Regions from separate parts of the Mus musculus genome. Here regions 1, 2, 3, 4, 5 and 7 are each linked to region 6. The links are chromatin contacts, called in public Hi-C, HiCAR-type and HiChIP or PLAC-seq maps. All regions are on one chromosome and are shown on one strand. Each heading gives the region's core, a stretch centred on a gene start, on an enhancer-like site or on the middle of the called end of the contact. The rest is flanking DNA. Distances are from core to core; before and after follow the strand shown.

The links. A called contact is a pair of places that touch in the nucleus more often than the background predicts. HiCAR-type assays count read pairs that join an accessible place to other places. HiChIP or PLAC-seq counts read pairs in DNA pulled down with a chosen protein or histone mark.
Region 1: a contact with region 6 is called in a FOXA1 HiChIP or PLAC-seq map of pancreatic cancer cells. The contact joins the enhancer-like site here to the promoter of Lmo4 in region 6. A contact is called at or near these places in 4 of 39 promoter capture datasets (the 3T3-L1 cell line, 3T3-L1-derived adipocytes, the C10 cell line and 1 more), 1 of 484 Hi-C or Micro-C datasets (the N1E-115 cell line), 15 of 115 datasets of contacts at active chromatin or transcription factors (craniofacial prominence, embryonic basal ganglia, embryonic forebrain and 11 more) and 2 of 9 other capture datasets (embryonic stem cells and pancreatic islet).
Region 2: a contact with region 6 is called in an H3K4me3 HiChIP or PLAC-seq map of craniofacial prominence, with 8 times the contacts expected there. The contact joins the enhancer-like site here to the promoter of Lmo4 in region 6. A contact is called at or near these places in 10 of 39 promoter capture datasets (3T3-L1-derived adipocytes, cranial neural crest, embryonic stem cells and 7 more), 13 of 484 Hi-C or Micro-C datasets (B cells, the C3H10T1/2 cell line, CD4 T cells and 8 more), 16 of 115 datasets of contacts at active chromatin or transcription factors (the 230-238 cell line, acute myeloid leukemia, craniofacial prominence and 11 more) and 3 of 9 other capture datasets (embryonic stem cells, liver and macrophages).
Region 3: a contact with region 6 is called in a Hi-C map of cortical neurons, with 3 times the contacts expected there. The contact joins the enhancer-like site here to the promoter of Lmo4 in region 6. A contact is called at or near these places in 4 of 39 promoter capture datasets (the 3T3-L1 cell line, cranial neural crest, hippocampal neurons and 1 more), 6 of 484 Hi-C or Micro-C datasets (cerebral cortex, cortical neurons, forebrain and 1 more) and 12 of 115 datasets of contacts at active chromatin or transcription factors (SST interneurons, craniofacial prominence, embryonic basal ganglia and 7 more).
Region 4: a HiCAR-type map of kidney shows a contact between it and region 6, with 4 times the contacts expected there. The contact joins the enhancer-like site here to the promoter of Lmo4 in region 6. A contact is called at or near these places in 5 of 39 promoter capture datasets (the 3T3-L1 cell line, the C10 cell line, frontonasal cranial neural crest and 2 more), 2 of 484 Hi-C or Micro-C datasets (cortical neurons and frontal cortex), 13 of 115 datasets of contacts at active chromatin or transcription factors (bone marrow-derived macrophages, craniofacial prominence, embryonic basal ganglia and 9 more) and 1 of 9 other capture datasets (macrophages).
Region 5: an H3K4me3 HiChIP or PLAC-seq map of craniofacial prominence shows a contact between it and region 6, with 6 times the contacts expected there. The contact joins the enhancer-like site here to the promoter of Lmo4 in region 6. A contact is called at or near these places in 5 of 39 promoter capture datasets (cranial neural crest, frontonasal cranial neural crest, liver and 2 more), 3 of 484 Hi-C or Micro-C datasets (cortical neurons, frontal cortex and pancreatic cancer cells), 16 of 115 datasets of contacts at active chromatin or transcription factors (acute myeloid leukemia, bone marrow-derived macrophages, craniofacial prominence and 12 more) and 2 of 9 other capture datasets (macrophages and pancreatic islet).
Region 7: a contact with region 6 is called in an H3K4me3 HiChIP or PLAC-seq map of neural tube, with 3 times the contacts expected there. The contact joins the enhancer-like site here to the promoter of Lmo4 in region 6. A contact is called at or near these places in 4 of 39 promoter capture datasets (the 3T3-L1 cell line, the SN4741 cell line, maxillary cranial neural crest and 1 more), 1 of 484 Hi-C or Micro-C datasets (uterus) and 12 of 115 datasets of contacts at active chromatin or transcription factors (craniofacial prominence, embryonic basal ganglia, embryonic forebrain and 9 more).

Annotation. Positions count from the first base shown.
Region 1 is chr3:143,403,895-143,406,594 of GRCm38.p6, forward strand. No RefSeq gene overlaps it. Among named protein-coding and RNA genes, the nearest start is that of Gm40159, 26 kb to the left of the region's middle. Within about 2 kb of position 1,432, at least 6 of the 459 cell types and tissues checked have an H3K27ac peak or open chromatin away from gene starts, as enhancers often do. A contact at or near this core is called in pancreatic cancer cells, where this site is marked.
Region 2 is chr3:143,608,713-143,611,412 of GRCm38.p6, forward strand. The region is part of intron 2 of Gm33758 (a long non-coding RNA gene); the gene reads left to right. Among named protein-coding and RNA genes, the nearest start is that of Gm33758, 6.3 kb to the left of the region's middle. Within about 2 kb of position 1,444, at least 12 of the 459 cell types and tissues checked have an H3K27ac peak or open chromatin away from gene starts, as enhancers often do. A contact at or near this core is called in the C3H10T1/2 cell line, craniofacial prominence and second pharyngeal arch cranial neural crest, where this site is marked.
Region 3 is chr3:143,315,435-143,318,134 of GRCm38.p6, forward strand. The region is part of intron 1 of Gm40159 (a long non-coding RNA gene); the gene reads right to left. Among named protein-coding and RNA genes, the nearest start is that of Gm33514, 6.5 kb to the right of the region's middle. Within about 2 kb of position 1,312, at least 18 of the 459 cell types and tissues checked have an H3K27ac peak or open chromatin away from gene starts, as enhancers often do. A contact at or near this core is called in SST interneurons, cortical neurons and neural progenitor cells, where this site is marked.
Region 4 is chr3:143,338,936-143,341,635 of GRCm38.p6, forward strand. All of the region lies in intron 1 of Gm40159 (a long non-coding RNA gene), which reads right to left. Among named protein-coding and RNA genes, the nearest start is that of Gm52618, 7.2 kb to the right of the region's middle. Within about 2 kb of position 1,421, at least 1 of the 459 cell types and tissues checked has an H3K27ac peak or open chromatin away from gene starts, as enhancers often do. A contact at or near this core is called in kidney, where this site is marked.
Region 5 is chr3:143,573,335-143,576,034 of GRCm38.p6, forward strand. The region is part of intron 1 of Gm33651 (a long non-coding RNA gene); the gene reads left to right. Among named protein-coding and RNA genes, the nearest start is that of Gm33651, 7.6 kb to the left of the region's middle. Within about 2 kb of position 1,332, at least 8 of the 459 cell types and tissues checked have an H3K27ac peak or open chromatin away from gene starts, as enhancers often do. A contact at or near this core is called in craniofacial prominence and second pharyngeal arch cranial neural crest, where this site is marked.
Region 6 is chr3:144,203,898-144,206,597 of GRCm38.p6, forward strand. Lmo4 (LIM domain only 4) reads right to left here and starts at 1,358. Exons shown (of 5, transcript NM_010723.3): 1 at 923-1,358.
Region 7 is chr3:143,422,427-143,425,126 of GRCm38.p6, forward strand. No RefSeq gene overlaps it. Among named protein-coding and RNA genes, the nearest start is that of Gm40159, 44 kb to the left of the region's middle. Within about 2 kb of position 1,320, at least 5 of the 459 cell types and tissues checked have an H3K27ac peak or open chromatin away from gene starts, as enhancers often do. A contact at or near this core is called in neural tube, where this site is marked.

The DNA.
Region 1 (2,700 bases), core at 182-2,681, 800 kb before region 6:
CTAAATTAAAACAGTATTTTCCTTTTGCCTTTCTTATTATGACAGTTGAATAATATGTGTCGTACTAAATGGCTGTTTGGTATAAAGAGCAAAGATCAAGAAATGAGTGTTTAGAACAGCAAATTATATGTTAAAAATCTATAAATAGCTTAATAAATATATTCTTGCATGTAAGAAGCAGAAAATTGTATGCTACAAGGTAGATTATCCAAATGGCCCTGTTTCGAAATCACCTTCAGAAAAGCACACATTGTCCCTCTGGGTTTTATAGCTTCTGCACATAAAACTTTCATTCTGCAGAGAGGGGTCCTTTAGAACATGTATTTATTTATTTTATGTTCTCTCTTGCTCCATCTCTTTGTTTATGGCTTGTATAATCAAAAATGGCTTAAAATGATGCATGATTACCCAGTGCCATTCAGGAGGTCAGGGTTCATGCATGAGATAATCAGTGAAGAGAAATTAAGAACAAATGAAGTCAAGACAAGAAATCTTAGAGTATCTGTTCACAGTCCTGCATAACTGCTAATGTATTATCTAGTTCTCCATTGCAAATATAGCTCTGAGGTTTCTAGGAACCATAGAATGACTAGAATAAGCTTGTTTGTAACAATAAGGAAGAAGAGAAAGGGGATGGAACAGAGGAATAAAGAAGAAACACACACAAATACACACACATGCACACACACATGAGCACACACGTGCACACACACACACACACACACACTTATGTAGATTTTTTAAATTTGAGATTATGATTACAACACCTCCATTTCTTCCTTCCAAGCACCCACACATGCCTGTGCATCCTACCTCTTTGTGCCTAGGACCAACAAATGCCTTATAATTCTGAAAGCAAGGGAAAGGTTTTTCAAACGTATTTTGCCAACATGATCTGCAATGGTGCACCCTACCCTACTGTTCCGTGAGTAATTTTATGTCCTCATGATGAGTGAAGGGTATACAGGCCACTGGTGCTTTCCTTTGCCTCTGGATCAAGATGACTCTCTTGACTTTTTAACCCCCAAGCACAAGGGCTTCAAACAAAAAGAAAGGAGGATTTTTGCTGGTGGTAAGGAAATGATAGTGAGGAGACCCAATTATCAGTCTGTGTCCTGACAAAAGGAAGTATATTTCTTTTGATGTAACAACCTACAAGAGTGAGGGGCATTCCCAGTGAGGAAGCCTTTCCAGGGAGTATTTGGCTCCTCTCCACATTGAAAGATCCTGTTTACATATCAGTTGGCTCTATCCCTAACTTGTTATTATAGATACAGTAATAGTCACCTCTCTACCATTTCCACTTACACAATTTTAGCTATGATAACCCAAGTCTGGGAAATTCCAGAAATAATTACCTTATGTTGTGCACCATTCTGAACAGAATGATGAAACCTCTTGCCGTACCCACCTCACCCTAGGATGTGAGTTGGCCCTTTGCCTGCTGTATCAACACTGCAAGCACTTTAGAACTGTGAGTCACTGAGTAGCCATTTTGTTTAGCAGATCTGCTGCAAAATTGCTGCAGTGTTGGTGTTCAAGTATGCCGTATTATGTTTGGTACCCAAAGTGCTATGGCAGTGATGTTAAAGAGAAGAAAGGAGAATGAGAAGGAATGTTCTTGTGGGACAGTAGATGGCAAAGAAAAGTATGTATTGAGTTTGGACAGATTTACAGCAAAATTGAAACTTCTATCCTTGAAACTCCAAAGATAGGAGAAAAGAAAACTATGGGATAATTTTACTGTTCCATCTTAAACTGTAAAGTCGGTATAATCCATGTTAAAAGCCCAATGAAGATGGAGAAAGGAGTACATTTGAGGTTTGATTTTCCGTGGTTTTAGACACCCACTGGGTTCTGGAGATTTCTTTCACATGGATAAGGTTCAGTAGGGTGCTTTGGGACCCAATCAATGGCAAGAGAATGACCATGGGGAAGTCACACTGGGAGTGTGAATATGGAGAAGTTAGGCCCATCTGAAGGTGTAGAGCTGAGAGGGGGGTGTTTCTTAGTACATTGTCAGGGACCCACATAGCTGCCTCCCTGTGCAGAAAGAACTACATAGTATAGATGAAATATGTTTTCAGGAAATACAGGACCAGAGAATTAGAAGTAAACTAATTTTTTTAGAAGTATTTTCAGGGAAATACTCTGCCATCTTGTCCATCAACTACATGTCTAGCATAACATGGTATTCGACTCTGATGATATAACTTAGTAATTCATTTTTTTTTTCTTGTTCCCAGTTCCATCTTGACTGCTGTCTCTTAACTCGATACTTCACACAGTTGGTTGAGTTGTCATCCTTTCTAGTCTCTTCTCTCCAGTGCATCACAATCCCTTCATCACATGGAAGGTATCTCCTGAAGCTAGTTACTTATTCCTCTGAGTGCAACTGTACTGAGGGAGCAAATACTTCCCTTAAATCGTTGCTTTTTGAGTAGCTTTCCTAGGTCCCATCTCACTGTCTCTCAATCCATTGTTTACATGGCTTCCATCTACCCCTTCATTATAGACAGAGAATCCCTCATGCCCTGGAATAAATAAAGGTGAAAAACCAAAGACGAAATGAAGTAAAAGAAAAACATACACAAAAATCTTGTTGTAAGTAACTAAGAAATGCTGACAGTATGAAAAATAGTCTTCCCCTAGGAAGAGCTGCCAAACTGGTTATAGATACCAAATATATTTAGGAACATA
Region 2 (2,700 bases), core at 194-2,693, 600 kb before region 6:
CATAAAGAATGCCCTGCATGCAAGATTTGGAGCAAGAATAGAGAATAAATATTAGTTCTATTCTTCTTTCATTCTTGAAAGGATCCCCTTAGAAACCCATCACCAAGGAAGAGGAAAGATGTAAGTACACAAATTGTGAAAATTGTGGTCCTAGGGGGTGATTTAGTAAACTGCTAGTTGGTCATCACTGTGGTACAGAGAATTCTAATTTCTGTGCAAATCCCAGCAATGGGCTGAGAGAGAAAAAGGAAGCTGAGGTGGACTGGGGTACTGGGGAGCAGATTTGTGTATTGCCAGTGCATAGAAGGGTATGGGAGGGTGCCTAGGGACTTGGTGACTGATATAAATGTAGACTTGAAAAAATAGTAGTAGAAAGAGCCAGGGCCCCCGAAGATCTTGAAAGATTGGAATAGGAAGAAAACAAGTTCCTAAGGGAGTTTTAAGAACAGGACATAAAGGTAATGGAAAGTCTTCATCTCTGGCTGGCAGTTCCCATAAAAGAAAGAAGTTTCTTACGACCAGAAGGAAAAACACAGAATTGGCAAAGAAACCCATGCAGACTGAGCTACCAAAGACATTCATTTTGCAACAGGAGATAACACATAGAGAAGATTTAAAAAAAAAAATTGCATGAGTTCCCAGGCTGCTCAGAGGCCTGCACACTTGCATGGACAAGTCTCAGAGCGGGAGTCACCAGGGGCTTCCATGGAAGATGATAAAGCTTATCAAAACTGGGTAGGGATGGAGGTAGAATAGAAGACTCTCCAGTTGAGATGAAACAGGACTAAAACAGGCAAGTGATGCATAAATAAAGAATAATAGACATCTGCCAGGAATGTAAGAGTGCCAGAGAGCGAAGGATTTTTGATATTCTAGGATTCAAAATGAACACTCACATGTTACCTTGACAAGGGAAGGTAGCACACACCTAGTAAATTTGGAACTGGTACAAGCACCATTTCATTCTCAGATTTTCCTACCTTGCCACAAAGTCCTTATCTCTACTCAAGCCCACTCCTAGGATTTGACAGTCCAAGCAGAGGGTACTCTTTAGGAGCTGGGAAGGAAGGAGTTAAAGAAATGTCCTTTGTGGCACAGCTGGGAGCCATTAACAATTAGGTTCTTGGACAGAACCCCAGCAGGAAACTGAGTAGGCCTGTGGCCTCTAAAAGCAAGGCTTGATTCACACTGAATGCATGCACCTTCTTTGCTAGGGAGCCCTCTGCGGAACCCAGATCCCTCACTAAGAATGAATAGCAGGTATTAGTGAGAAGCCTGCACCACCACACCTAGCTATAAATCATGGCTCTTAATAAGGGAGACTATGAGAACGATAGTAATTTCTAGAAATAGATTTTTAACACTGCATACGTTAAGGGAGCGAGGCTGACCTGATTTAAAACTCCTACTTGATGAGGCAACAGATTCACCTCAGACTTGTCAGCCATTTGCCTCCAGTGTCCTGGCAAGAGTTTTGATTTTTGTAGACATCCTTGCGAATGCAGTACTAGGAGTGATCCTGTACCAGAGTTGTGAGGTCTCCTGATTTCCCTCTCCTTATCTGTTCCCCAGTGTCAACAGGCCATCTTCCTAAATATTTCTGTTGTTCCTGTCACATGTTAACCAATATTCATGATCTCTTAGTATTCTGTAACAGAACTCAGTGAATGACAAACTTGAAGAAGCCTCTGGTTTGCTTTGTGTAGCATTCAGTAATATTCTCTGAGAAATGTTTGGAAGATTCTAAGCAACCCTCATTTCTCCTACAGCCTACAGTTCTCACAGCTATGTCTGATCTCTCCCGTACCCTTGGATGTAAACTGATTACGTTCATTTTGCCATCTTCCTTTAGGTTGTCCTAGAGTTAGTCTGATCTCTAATGTATAAAGTATCATTTTCTACAAAAGATTAAAAATCCTCTGATGTGAGGGACACGGACCATATCTCACTGCAATCCTCCACATTGCTGTACCTAGTGTTGATTCTACCACAGTCCCATTAAGGCCAATGTTTTATGAAACTGAACTGAGAACCCTCTGAGAAAACTTCCAGGCTGCCTTAGAAGGCAGCAGGCTGAAGGAGCAAGAGAAGGTTGGTATATAAAATGGGAGATCTAGACTAAAACTTGTTTCTGAATAGGATCCTTAAAAAGACATATTATATAATTGAATGAAGGTGCATGTATGTAACCTGCACCATTTGTAGTGTTTTATGAGACCACACTAGGTTAATATGTGAGTTGGAACCATTTCCTAATTTGATTATCAGCACTACCAGCTAGCACAATGCTTCACACTGTCGAGGAATTCAGCCTTGTTTTCAATGAATAAATAAATGAGAAGGATTAGTGAAGGATCCATGATAATAGTAATAATCACCTAGATTATTCAGGGACTATGTCCCAAACAAATGAGGGACATATTAATTGAATGACAAAAATGCCTCACATGATGAGTAACACTGTTTATGCAAAAGTTATGACCCAGTTTACCTTAGGGAAAGAAAAGGAAACAAAGATTTTTTTTGTTGGTGGTGTCATGTTAAGGGCCAAGGTTAATAGTACAGTGGGAACTTGGGAACTCTCTGGATTCCTAGAAAGGGACCCTAGTGCAGTCTCCTAGTAATGGAGACTGAGCCTGATCTTCTATAACAGGAAAGGCTCCCACCAGTGGGACTGGGACATCAACCCAGTCATGACAG
Region 3 (2,700 bases), core at 62-2,561, 890 kb before region 6:
TAAATGTAATAAATGCTTGGGACATGGAAAGGAATGTAAAAGTCCAACATCTATCAGGTAACCGTAAACCACTAAGAACCACGGATAGAGAGTAATATTTGTGTGATATATAGTATCTTAAGCACAGACTCTTATTTCTGGTATTTATTGCAGAGCAGTTACATTAAAAAACCCACTAATATAGAATTATTGCTATCTTTCCTAACTGTGAATTCCTGAAGTATGAATATTTTGCTTGAGGAGTGAGCTCTAACTTTCTTAACAATGAAAGGATGTATGCCGTCTTTAAACCCGGCTGGAATCGGAAGGTTGTGTTTCCTTGACAGGTTTTTAATGGCAAGTTAAGACTGCTGGGGAAACTGCGGAACTCAAAGGCATTAACTGACAAATTAAGCAAAGAGTAATGAAAACTTGGATGTGTTAGAATCATCATTCATTGAACTGTAATTGCCTGAGCAGCACAAAATTAAATTGTAACAAGTAAGGGTCTTGACATTTCCCGCAATTTCTTAAAAAAAAAAAAAAGTTTGTACATGCCATGGGAGATAAACAGTAGTCACATGAAATACTGGATGTGGGTCTTTTAAACTAATTAATTGTGTTCATTCAGTGGGAATCAGCCCCTTTAGAAGACACAGAAGGTTACTGTAATGGTGTGCTTTTTTGAGTCTTTAGCATTGAAAGATTTTGATTCTTTGGTAGATGATACAATTCTAGGTAGGGTCATGGACCAGGTATAAGGCCTTTTAGGTTATGGAAAAGACTAGAAGTGACTTGTTCTTTGTGTCTCTTTCTCCCACTACACACTTCGTGTAAAAGAAGACACATCAAGAATATACAGATTGTTATGAATATCATTCTAGGATCTTAGTAGGTTTCATTTCTCTCCAGGCAGAAGAGTGTCCCCTTCCCACCTACATGAGAGGATGCTCACAGAGAAAGGGATATCTGGGTTCTAGCAAACGATTTGGATGTCCATACCAAATCTGAGAGGGTGGAGCAAAAGCCTCAGAAGTACAAGCGAAATGTAGTTACTGTGAGCTATAGTTATGGAACCCACCAGAAGAGCCCTAGCAACTTTGGTTTTTAGGTTAGAGATTGTGAATTTCCCAGCAGAGCCTGCCTCGGCTTCGGGTGGGAAGCTGTGATGAATGTTTGAGTGAGAAAATATGCGTGTGAGCTAGAGCATCTGCTTCTATTACTTAGTTTTCAAGAGGACACTGCAAGTCACGGAAATGAGTGGGCTCAATGCTGGAGAGGATCCAGAGGAAGCCAGATCGTAAGAAGACAAAGGAATAACAGCTTGGAGAGAGCTGTGGGTGAGTCTGAGGGGGCGGTGAGGACTCACCCCAGGGGCTCATCGTCTTCTCTGTTCATCTGGAGACAGCCAGTCCTTTTTAAGCAGCTTGAAGATTCATTCAAGATTGAACTAAAGTTTCCCCATTAAAATATTTCGAAAATGAGATGCCCTGGGGCAACAGTTTCGCCTCTGATAACACTGTGTGGAGGGGTGTCCTGTAACCACCAGGAATCAATAGAACAGAACAGAAATAGAACCAGAATCTAGCATGTGACTCCAGATATAAAGTTGAGTGAAGTGTTACTTTAAGGAGACTAAATTTCAGAGTCAATGCATTCCCTTAAAGATTTATGAACTATCTGCAGCTAGAAGGCGAGGGAGGAGTTTGGGTATTAGGCAAATGTCTAGATAATTTTGTAGCTTGAAAAAATAGAATTTACATTCTGGAGCAATAGCGATGACTAAGCTTTGTGTGAATGCACATAGGAGCATGTATCAGAATCACAGAGACAATCAGGCTTAATTGCTATTCCTTCTTCACCGGAGCTAAGTTAAAGATGGTGATATGGGGTGGAGTGGAGAAGAGGCTAGGGTAAATCAGGAGAAGGGCCCGGCATGTTGTGCTGTGATTGCACTTTTGCTTGCTATAAAGGACATTATATTTGTGACTTCTCATCTCCTATTTGCTAAAACCCGTGTCCAATTCACAAGTTCTTTCTTCCCTTGTTATCTTTGTGTATTTACTCAGCACATCTGTTTGTTATGGAAACTCTAATACTTAGAATTGGCCACCATGAAGCTAAGTCATTAGGTAGACAGAGTGGAATTCAGTTCTTTCATCTCCATTTAACTGGATCATTTCATGTCCCGAGAACCCAGTTGCAACTTCCCTACTCTAGCCATCCTCTCCTTATCTGCCTCTCTCTTTGTTGTCTTATCAAAGCATGTGAGTTCTATGGCCTATGTCCTCAGTACTTTCTTAGATTTATTTAACCTTACATGGCAAATGAAATTAAATAATAGATATTGGCTCTTAAGGGACTCTAGGTCATCCCCTTCTGATAGTAAATTTCCATCTGTGTAAGAAAAGAGGGATGCGGTGAAACCTATGCTGAGACAAGGGAGGTAAGGGCATCCCTTGCTTGATTTCCTGACATCCACTTAATGACTCTGTCTACAAAGAGCTTTGGATGATCGGTTAGAATATCAAGATTATACAAGGCTCTAGATCAATAAAACAAGCAAGCAAACAAACAAACAAGCACACACACACATGAATTTTAGCCTTGTCTGCACAGTGACCAAATAATTCTCAATAATTCTTGACATGACTTGATTGATGTGTATCCCCAGGCAAATCAGCACTGGGTGGAGAAGGATGTCTAGGTGAATCCTGTCAC
Region 4 (2,700 bases), core at 171-2,670, 860 kb before region 6:
AGGAGAGAGAGACAAAAGCAGAGAGACAGAGAGAGTCACAGAGACAGAGGGAGAAGAAGAGGGGGAGAGGGAGGGGGGAGGGGGAGGGGGAGCGGGAGGGAGAGGGAGAGGGAGAGGGAGAGGGAGAGGGAGAGGGAGAGGGAGAGGGAGAGGGAGAGGGAGAGGGAGAGGGAGAGGGAGAGGGAGAGGGAGAGGGAGAGGGAGAGGGAGAGGGAGAGGGAGAGGGAGAGGGAGAGGGAGAGGGAGAGGGAGAGGGAGAGGGAGAGGGAGGAGATTTTAAGGAATAGTATTTGAAAACATCCTAAATGTTTTTTAATTTGATGAAAGATGTATACATAATCTGTCAGAAGACAAGCAAATCCTAATAAGGCAAACACAAAGACATGCATACCACAAGACATTTTAACAATGTTTTTGTTGGTGGTGGTGTTGGGTTGTTTTTGTTTGTTTGTTTGTTTGTTTGTTTGTTTGAAATTGCTGCAGTAGGAGGGGACAGTAATTCAGAGAATGGCAAAATTCCCACTGGAAACAAGAAGACCAGAGGGAAGAGGCAAAGTGGTTCATGTCCAGAAAATGAGAGAGGTCAGTTTGGAACCTGATTCCTAGCAAAACCTTTCTTAAAGATTTACTAATAGAAGAAGATTTAGGAAACTCAAGAAAGCAAAGAAAACCACCACAATGCTGAAGACTGGACTGAATACAACCAATTTCTCTCATAAGTTCTTAAATTATATTTGATGATAAAAGCAGAAAAATCATTATAATATCTTCTGATACAATGCTAAATGTTTATTAATGAAATACTTAAAAGAATTATATTTAAAAATAGGGAAAACCAAGAAACTTTACAGAAATCAGATTTTATGTCCAATTGAGTAACAGAACGTTGGGGCTATTAAACTTATATGTTATGGTTCGAAATAGAAAAAAAATATTATTTTCCCTGAAACTTGAACTGTGTCTACCACTATAAGCTTTCCAAGTGGTCTATATACTGGTAGGTATAATTTGACTATGTGGTTAGAAACATACAGATTCAGCCATAAAGTTCACTGGGACTAAAGAAAGGAATGGACAGGTCGGGGATCTGGCAAAGAGCAATTCACTGGAGTGATTTACTGGCAGAAGTGTGGTCCTGGCCAGCAAGAAGACTAAGTGGATACTGTAATCAGTGTTAAAGGGATAAAGTGGGATGTATTAGTTAGGACCAAAGTTCGAGCTAGACAAATTAAACTTGGTTTATCTTTGACTAATATCAAGGGATGAGACACAAACATTACAAAGTTCACATGCCACTGTAATGATTTTGTCTGTAGTTCACTAAGAAATGATGAAGGAAAATGCCAAGTAAGGTTACTGTGGGGCCGTGACAGTAGTTCCAGATGGCTACATTTGTGTTCACAGTCCACATGCGGTGCCCTTGGCGCTTACAGCATTGCAGCGAGTCAGCCGCTCCCTTGACCACTCAGGTTGGAAATCGGAGTAGAGGGTTTACAGTGCAGAATATGGCAAGTTACATGACAAGCTGCGTTCTAGCATGGGCCATCTAAAAACAGGCTGTGCCTTCCACCAGCTTATTTTACTTTTGATTTACAAGAACAGCCCCGAGCAATAAAAAAATCTACCTGTATCAGTGGACTTGGCAATATAAGTGGTAAAATCAAGAGAAAAAAAGTGTGCTACAATAGATTCGGTCTGTTTCTCAATTGTAAGTCATAAATAAAGACATCTGCAGTGGAAGGAAGCCTTGCATTTCCCTCCATCATGTTGTATGACTGATGGAGATACAGATAGGGAATGAGATGGGAAGGCAGTTCAGGGGACCACTGTGACCTTTTGTACTTGATCATAGTGCAGAGTCACTATGGGCAAACATGGGCTTAGTTGTACAATGTCTGCCTTGTCTTGTGTCTGAACTGGAGGAGTCACCGGAGGTAGGAGGACAGTACTTCTCTTTCTGACTTGACGTCTCCCTGACTGAATCCTTGGTGCTGGATCTGGTCTTCAGGCATCTATCCCCTTCATAGTTAGAGGAGAATGAAGAAACCGACCCTTCTGGGATTTGAAACACTACCTTCTGAAACTGGACATGAATTTCCCTAAACCACCTTTGCTTCATCATCTGCCCTTGAAATTAGAACCACTGGTTGTTCTCTGAAAGCAGAGAACAAATTCATATCTCTCCACCCAAATAGACACCCATGACCCGTTGAAAGGAAGAAGAGCTCAGCATGGGCTGGTGGCTCATAGTCAGGGATCCTCTCCTTGGTATCTTCCCTCTTAATATATATTTGGTCAGGATGGCTTATCATTTCTTTGAAGTAGTAACGAAGAAATAGTTTTTTTCCCCAGTCAGGCAACATGTCTCCTCTGACACCAGATGTGTGGTTCATTCCTTTCTTGGCTCATTCATAAGAACGGAAGGAACCTCACTACAAGAGGAGTGGCCTTTACAGCCGCTTCCTCTCTTTCTTTGTTGGTTCCTATTCTAGCCCTGGAGTAGTGGCTGATCATGGGGGAAGGACTTCTCACAATATATGCATGGAAGAGAACTGACTGGTCAATGGGCAGTATACCACACCCTCTGGGGTGACATTTTGGCTTCTTCATTAATGTCTTGTGCGGCTGGTACAGTTGGCACACCTGGGCTCCTTTCTTAGGCTCCCAAAGGAATATTGTTCAGACGAGTTCCCTTGTATT
Region 5 (2,700 bases), core at 82-2,581, 630 kb before region 6:
GCAAGCAAGCAAGCAAGCAAACAAACAAACAAAAAGCAGAGCTTTGTGGGCTCTGCTTCTCTCATATGGGTTTCCATCTATTTCCTTCTTTATCAGGCTTGTCCAATGTTGGAGACACACAGATAGTTGTTATCAAGTGAGTGTTAGCATCTTGTCCTCTTTGTTGCCTTGGTTTAACCAGCAAGTACCCAGGCTTAGCTAACTAGAAAAATGAAAGAAACTACTAAAAATCATATCATTTCATTCATACCTTTTCTGTAATAGTCTAATATCTAATGAATAAATATCAACAATTAATACCAACTGGAAAGGAAATAAAATCGGACTAAGTTGAAAGATGTAAGTTATGATACAAGTACTTAACTCATGATTAACTTTCCTTCTAAATCTAAAATTTTGACCCCCATGATTCTTGGCCTTTTCTTTGCTTTAATTTCCCTTCAAACCAGTTAATATGCTGAGGCTTTTGTTGTGTTGTGGACAATATGGAATCAAAAGACAGTCTTTAGGTTCATGGACTTCTGAAGCCATAGGGGAGAGTTTAAAGGGAGTTGAACCATAGGTCAGAAAGGGTTAGCATTCTAGAACACATATTCGGACAAATTTTATAAGAATAGAACCTGGGAAAGGAGCTGCCCTCAGTTTTCTTTCTTCACTACTGAGCTGGTCCCCTACTTCGTGACTGCTTTCATAGCTCAACATTTCAAGCAGTTTGACTCTGTAAAACTAGGAGGACATTCCTTCATACTGATAGATGCTAAAGATCACATTCACAGGGACGTACTATTTTTCCCCTAGGGAAACAATTACAGAGCTGATTCCATGCTTTTTTGATTGGGGTGCGTGGGAAGACAGGGGAAGAAACATATGCTTTGAGAATCTAATATATTTCTTAAAGTTTGAACTTAAAAGCTACCCACAGCCTTCTTGATTATCTCACAGTGAAGACAGGCTTGAGATGTTTGCAGTGACTGCCTGTCAGGGTGAACATGTAGCAGAATATCCAGAGAGGAACACCAGTCCAAAGACAAACTCTGCAAAGCTATGGGTTTGAAAATGTCCTGTAGGGAGGAGACAGACTCCAGAGGAACTGGAAACTCTTGCCAGGCCTCAATAAAACATGGTCAGAGAACAGAATCAGATGCTTTGCTTTTTGCCTCCCGTAGCAAAAGCCCTTTCTTCTTGTTTGTGCTGATTGGTAGTTCCGAGGACACACATGAAGAAAACAGTCATCTTAAACGAAGAGGACTTTCTGTTCTTAGAGTAAACACTGCGCTATATCAGGTTTAGCTCACTGGAGCCCACAAGGGCCTGTTGTTACTTGATAGGGCCCTGGCTTTCCTCAGACCTTCCAAGGCGTGTGGAGTTTTGAAGCACACGTTGCTGATAGGAAACTAGTAGCACTGATAGATGCCAAAGCTAATAAAACCCAGAGTGAAATCAGCTCAACTCCTTAACGAGTTAGAAAGCTTTGAGCATGTGCAGAGCTGACCTAGGATACCACAATCACAGTGACCACCGAGCCAGGGAATAATCACCAGGATGAACCGAGATGAGCTGTCTATAGAGAACACAGAACCAACTTGTGAAATGTCTGATTTTTCAAAAGGCCTCTCTCAGAAAAATATGAATCCAGTTATATGTTAAAGTAAAGATATTTGGAATATGTTCAGATAAAAATGTACTGCTAAAGTTCATTTCACCTACACCTTTTAATGTTCTGAGGCCACAAATCATGTAAAGTTTCATACTGGGCTCGCCCCGTGTGGTGTAAGGTGTGAGTCCGGTTTCAGGTGGTGTTTGCTGGACTGCAGAATGTTTACCAACAGAAGGCTGAATGTGGGAGGAGACAAGATGAGCATTTATATGGGCGATTTCAAAACATGTTTCCGAAGCTCACCTCGTTATTATAAAGGTCGGGCGATGCTAGTGCCCAGTGGACTGTCCTAAACCGTAATAAAGTGTTCTAGCCCTTTCATGACATTGACTTGAAATAGCAGCATTGTATACCTGACAACAGGAAAGGAAAGGCCCAAGGAGGGGGATGAGCCCTGGGGAATACAGACAATTCGCTCAATATATAAAGTACCTTTCAGCAACTCCTACAATTAGAGAAATTCAGAACAATTAAAGGGTTTGAAAGTCCCAGAGGATTCCCTTTAAGAAAACCTATTGTCTTTAAGAAACTCTCAAGAGAATCAAGGGCATGTGCTGTTTTAATGGGATTCTGCTGTGTGAGGACTGCGTTCTAGGTTATTTCCAGCATGCTGAACCTTTCCCTCCATTTCATCCGAGGACGAGTTCTGCGCAGGAAGGGTACCATCAAAGAGAACACTCTCCATTTCCATTGGAAGGCACATCAGACACAAAGGGCATCATGGAAGATCTGTCTCGATCGATCCAGCCCCGTTGCTCTTTGCTCCCGAGGATGTTTTTCAATCCCAGTGTAATTATCTCCATCATGGAGGAGGCTCCGGGTGCATTTATTCACCTTTCCCTATGACTGGAAAATGTATTCCATATTCAGAAGTCAGCAATTAAAATAAGCTAATCTGCATTCGGCTTTGAAAGCCCGGGCTACGCCTCCCCCACCTCAGCCAGGAGGTAGGAGCAATGACGGGCTTAACCTTCCATGCACAACTCTGATTGGCTGGTGGGCAGTTAGGACAGGTGCAATAATCTAATCTGGAATATTGCTCT
Region 6 (2,700 bases), core at 108-2,607:
GAAACATTACACTGAGAAAAGCATCCAGTAACCCCATTAGCTAAAGCTCTTAAGGACAAGCAATACCTTAATGCTGATTAAATCTAAAAGAGATGAATCAAGAGGACTGACCAGAAAGTGACTCCCCTGATAACTAAGGACGGGCCCTCATCAAGTTTCATTTAGAGTTGGAAAAAAAAAAAAAGAAAGCTTTTAAGTTAAATAGGCTTATACTCTAGTAATTACATAGCCAAGCAATTTAGGTCCTGGGATAGTCAGTGAAATAGAAAGCAGAGCTGGCAGCTAGAGGCAAAATCTGCCCCCCTTTAACAACGTCTCTGGTGTTTTTTAATGGAGACCAAGGGAGGGACAAACGTAGCGCTGGCCATTTGTAGTACAAAAATGGATGCTTAATTCATGTCTTGATTTTAATTAGGTGATTCACCGGATTTCTCCTGGATTGGAACAAAAGACTTATAAGCCAAGAGGAATTCTTTTTAAAAGAATCAGCAATGCCAGCTCCTGGTCACTTAGAGCTTTTCGTTCCCTGTTTCAAACAGTGTTGGGGGGGGGGTCTTGACTATCGCCCCCACCCACGCACACACCACTTCTCATCTGAGCAGCCCCTGCCTTTCCTTTAGGAACTGGAACTGCCCCCAGCCCTCTCCAGGGTCCCCACCAGCCCCGTCTCCAAGAAGAACCCTTTTGTAAGCAAGGAACCGCTACAAAGCTGGCGGCCCGGGGCTGCCCTCCTTGCTAGCTCGCAGGCCGGCCTCCGGTAGTTTCAGACTCACGCATTATCTAAGGCGACGTATTGTTTACTTGCAATTTGGGACGGTCAAGGGAAGGAAGCCAAAGAAAACAGCCCCGGCCCCGATCAGTTCCCCCCTCCCTCTCTCCCTCGTCCCCTCCGGGCCCGCGGCGTCCCCAGCCACCCCCTTACCTGCTTCTCCCCTATATTGCAACACTGCGAGAGGCGGCGGCGGCGGCGAAATGCGAGCGGAGCCGCTCGGCTTCCAGGGCAGGGGCGCTGGGGCTGGCGGAGCTGGAGGGAGGGAGGGAGTTCTCGCAGAAGCAGGAAAGGGGAGGAGGGGGCTAAGGGCTGCTTTTTTTTTTTTTTTTTTTTTTAATCGCGTGGCTCTGGGGCGGGTAGAGGGAGCCCCACGCTAAGTGGCAGGCGGCCCGGCGAAGAAGTGTCAAGTCTCAGCCCGAGGGTCCCGGTCCTCAGCCCCCGGCTGCGCGCGAGCAGCTGCAGGCTCCCTCGGCCGGGCCCGCGCGGCGCAGCAGCAGCCACTGCTGCAATCGCGGCTGCAAGTTTGGCAATGTGGCTTCACTTTGTACGCGCCCCCGCCCCCGCCGCGCCCGCGCTCCTCCTCCTCCGCCGCCGCCTTCCTCCCGCCCGCCCGCCCGCTCGGGGCCGCCGGCGGCTCGGCCGAGCTCCCCCCTCCCGCGACCTGCGGCCCGGGAGCGGCGGTGCAGGCTCGGTCCCGCGGCCGGTACGAGGACGCACGGAGTGGGGAGCTGCGGGCCGGCCGGGAGCGCTGGACCGATCGGCTGCCCCGCTGCTGCTGCCCGGCTCGGAGGAGGCGGCGGCGCGGGCCTCTAGCCGGCTCGCTCGCTCCTTCGGCGGCGCTTACACATGTGTTACTGACAGAGCAGAATCCCAACTACTCCCCGGCTCTGCCGCCGACGTCAGCGACCCTCAGCCACTGGGCGGCCGGATTGTTCAGGCGGAATAATAAAACCTGCCAATCCGGGGAAGGACAAAGGGTGACTGAAACGAGACTCGGGGGGCGGGGAGCGAGGCGGGCGGCTGAGCCGGCCGGGCCCGGGAAGGCGGGGGGGGCCCGGGGTCGGGGCACGAGAAGGGACCCGGGTGGCGCGGGGGACGCGGCCAGCGAGCGCGTGCCCAGGCTCAGGACCACACCTGCCTGCCCAGCGCGCGAGGACGCGTGGAGCCCGCCCCCGCAGGGCCTCGGGGATCGCCTTCCCTGGCTCAGAGAACAGACCCTCGGGAAACTTACTTTCCCAGAAATGGGTCTCTTCCTGTTAGGGTAGAGGATTCATTCTGCCGGAGGGAGGTGCAAAAGCGGGTGTTTTGTTTAATTCTTCGGGTTGCAGATTTCAAAACCTTAAGCAAAGTGGGAAGTAGTTCCTACCTAAGTACTGCCAGCTTAACCCCATCTTGCTCCCATTAACCCCAGTGTAAACTGGAAGGAGGAGGCATTTCATAGATGCTTGTCAGTTGCTGGTGAATGCAAATCACACCCTGGTTTTCAGAGATGAAGGAAACTTTATGGGCAAAGCTTTTTGCTCACCATTCTGCTTCAGTGTAGAGGGTGTGATGCTAGCTCCCTCGTAGCCCCCTAAAGCGATGCGAGCATTTGCCAGACCTGCTGCTAGCTCACGACCCTGAAAAAAGACTAGTCGTTTCTTGTACAAACCAAGATTTGAGGAATGCTAGCTAGCTTCAGAGCCTCTTTCCAGGGCCAGAGCTCAGCCTGGATCCTTGAACATCAAGTTATTCAACTTTACTCTGCCAAATAGGTTTAATAAATCTCCGATCTGAGGTTAATACTAGGGTTGATTATTAATAGTAAGTTCCAGAGAGATTTTTCTGTTGGAAATTATCATGGAAGTGCAAAGCTGTACTGCTAAGTATCATTAACTAAAACCAGTCTTGTGGGAGAAGCTTGGAAGAAAGGAAGTTGAAGAAAAATC
Region 7 (2,700 bases), core at 70-2,569, 780 kb before region 6:
AGCATCCGAATAGGTCAGAGGAGAGCATCACATTGCTGGAGTTTCAGGCTGCTGTGAGGCACCCAGTGTGGGTGCTGGGAACTGAACTCCAGTCTTCTGAAAGAGCAGTACGTGCTCCTAACCACTTAAGGCTCTGAAGCCGCAGATTTTAATGTTTTATACTTGGTTATTATCAGCTCTGGTCAACTGACTTCCCTCTGTCAACTCCAGGCATGACAGAAAAGAATGTTTGAAAAGTGTATATGTGCTTATGTGGGAAAACATAAGCCATTAATAACCAAATAAGGAGGGATTTTTAAAAAATTACCCTGAAAAATCACTCCTTCTGCCTTAGGATATTCTGTGGAATGAATTCCTCTAGATCTTCTGTCTGACTCGCATGGTGAATTCGCATAGAAAAGTGACACGGGTTTAGAAGGAGCGTTTGAAGAATCCTCTCCGCGTAGCAGGGGTCCTCACAGGAAACAGCACCAAAGACCCCTGGGCTTTGTCTCCAATGCACTTAGACCACTTACAAATGCATCACGTTGCGCCTCTGCATCCCTCGTGAAGCACACGTAAAAGGCAGCTTTCTCCTTTATCCTCTAATACTGCAGGAAACTGGATATTTCCAAGTCAGTAAGACTCCCTGGGATGTGATATGTGTGCGCTAAAAGTGAATGTTTTCTTGCTGGGATGTTCTTAATTTGGTTCACAGACAGATTAGAAAGCTCTTGTGTGTGTGTCAGTGGATGTGGACACAAAAGCAGTCTTTTTTATTTTATTTTTTCAGGCCTCTAAAGTACTTTGGTTTTCTTGAAAAGAAACAAATCCTGCAAGCATGTATGTTCTATTATTTGAAGATATGATTTTGCAGGTTTCAAAGTATATCTGTTTCTCCCCCCCCCCCCAGACTATGGAAGAAGGCTTAAGGGATGTACTGTCAGCTCAGATTGAGAGGAATTCAGTGAAATCAGGCACAGTTTTAATGTCTTTCTTCCTACTAGAGACCTGATGTTGGAGGGCACTGACTAGTGACAAACAGTGCTTTCTTATTTTACTTTCTTTCTTCCTTTCTTTTTCTTTTTTTCTTTAAATGTGAACTAGAGCATTTCTGCTAAAAGCTTAAAGAAGCTTCCAGGTAAGATGTCTCAGTGAGAGGCTCTCCTTGAAAGAATACAACTTAGTACATGCAGAGGCTCTGTTTGGACCCCTACCTATCTGGAAATACAAAATGACCATTGTCTGCCTGCTACCTCCCCTCATGCCTTGTGCACACACAAGCTGCCCCTCTATGGGGATGGCTGGAGGGTATTTCATTAGAACCTCTTTGTGGCATGGTGAACCTGATTGTAATGAATAGGCTGAACTCTGAAAGCACTAGGCACTGACCTCCCGTCTGCTGATATCCTAAATCAGGCCATTAGAGGATTCCACAAGAAAGAGCATGCTGTTTATAGGTTAATTTATCTCTCATTTGGTTCAACTAGATGTGTGCTTATACAGGCCCTTTAATCGAATCTTACAGATGCCACAAAGAGCTTTCCTTTTTAAGGGAGCCTTTGGAAATGCAGTCAGTTATCAGTTATCTAGAAAAATGCACACTGTCCGGAATAGCTGAGTATGGCACAGAAGTGGTCTCCTCTCCTCTTTGCATGATTACTTTGAAATTTCTCTATCTATCCAGTATTCATCCTGAACTGTGGCAGTGGCTGATCTTTGTTATTTCTTTGTTTATCTGGGCTAAGGGTCCACCCAACCAAAGTGCTGCAAACAAACAAAGAGGACTGATGACTCCTGATGTCCACGGGGTCTCTATAAAACATCAAAGAGTAGAGATATCGGCTGCATTAGCTATTTTTGTCATTGCTGTGACCAACTACCCAATAAGCAGCAACTCATGGGAGGAAGGGTTTATTTGGCCCACTCTATTAGGAGGTATATTCCATCAGAGTGATGGGCAGATCATAGTAACACGAATATTCTGCTGGGCTGCCTCTCTTTCTCACATCTTGGCAGAATGGAAGCAGAATGACAGAAAGGGAATGGGGCACAGGCTGTAAACCTCACGGCCTGCCTCACAGTGATCCACTTCCCTAGGCTAGAATCTTTCTCCCAAAGGTTTTTCTTGCTTCCAAGACAGTACTACCAGATGGGACCAAGTGTTCAAATTTGTGAGCGTCTAGGGGCCATTTCACATCCAAAACAAGATTTGGAAATTCATGTGGTACCATTACAAGGTTGAGGCATGCCTAGTTGTATACAGCACACATAGATCACAGTTGCCTGAGGCCCAATTATAACCACAGTGATTGTGTCTGTTCCATGAGCACTCGCTCTGTGCCATGAGTCGAACTAACCATTAAATTTAACTGTTTAATTTTACAACCAGACAAAGATGTTTAGAGTGGTTTTCATCCCTATTTTGAAGTTGGGTTAAACAAGCTCTACGGAGATTAAAAACTCAACTTGTGTGCTTTTCTAGGGAGAACTCAGGGTAGGAAATAAGAGCTAGGCTTGTCCTCTAGCTCTGGCCCCAGAACTTGTTTCTACCCTGGATTTCTAAGCACATGAAGCTGTCAAGTGTCACTCATGCTGATGATGCTTCTGGCGATGTTCATGGTACCTATTGTTTGATGTCTTTTCACTTCTCTGCCCACATTTGGATTCCCCATTGGTTGGAGCTTGCTAGCCTTTCTCCTTAAGATGCTCATACTGAAA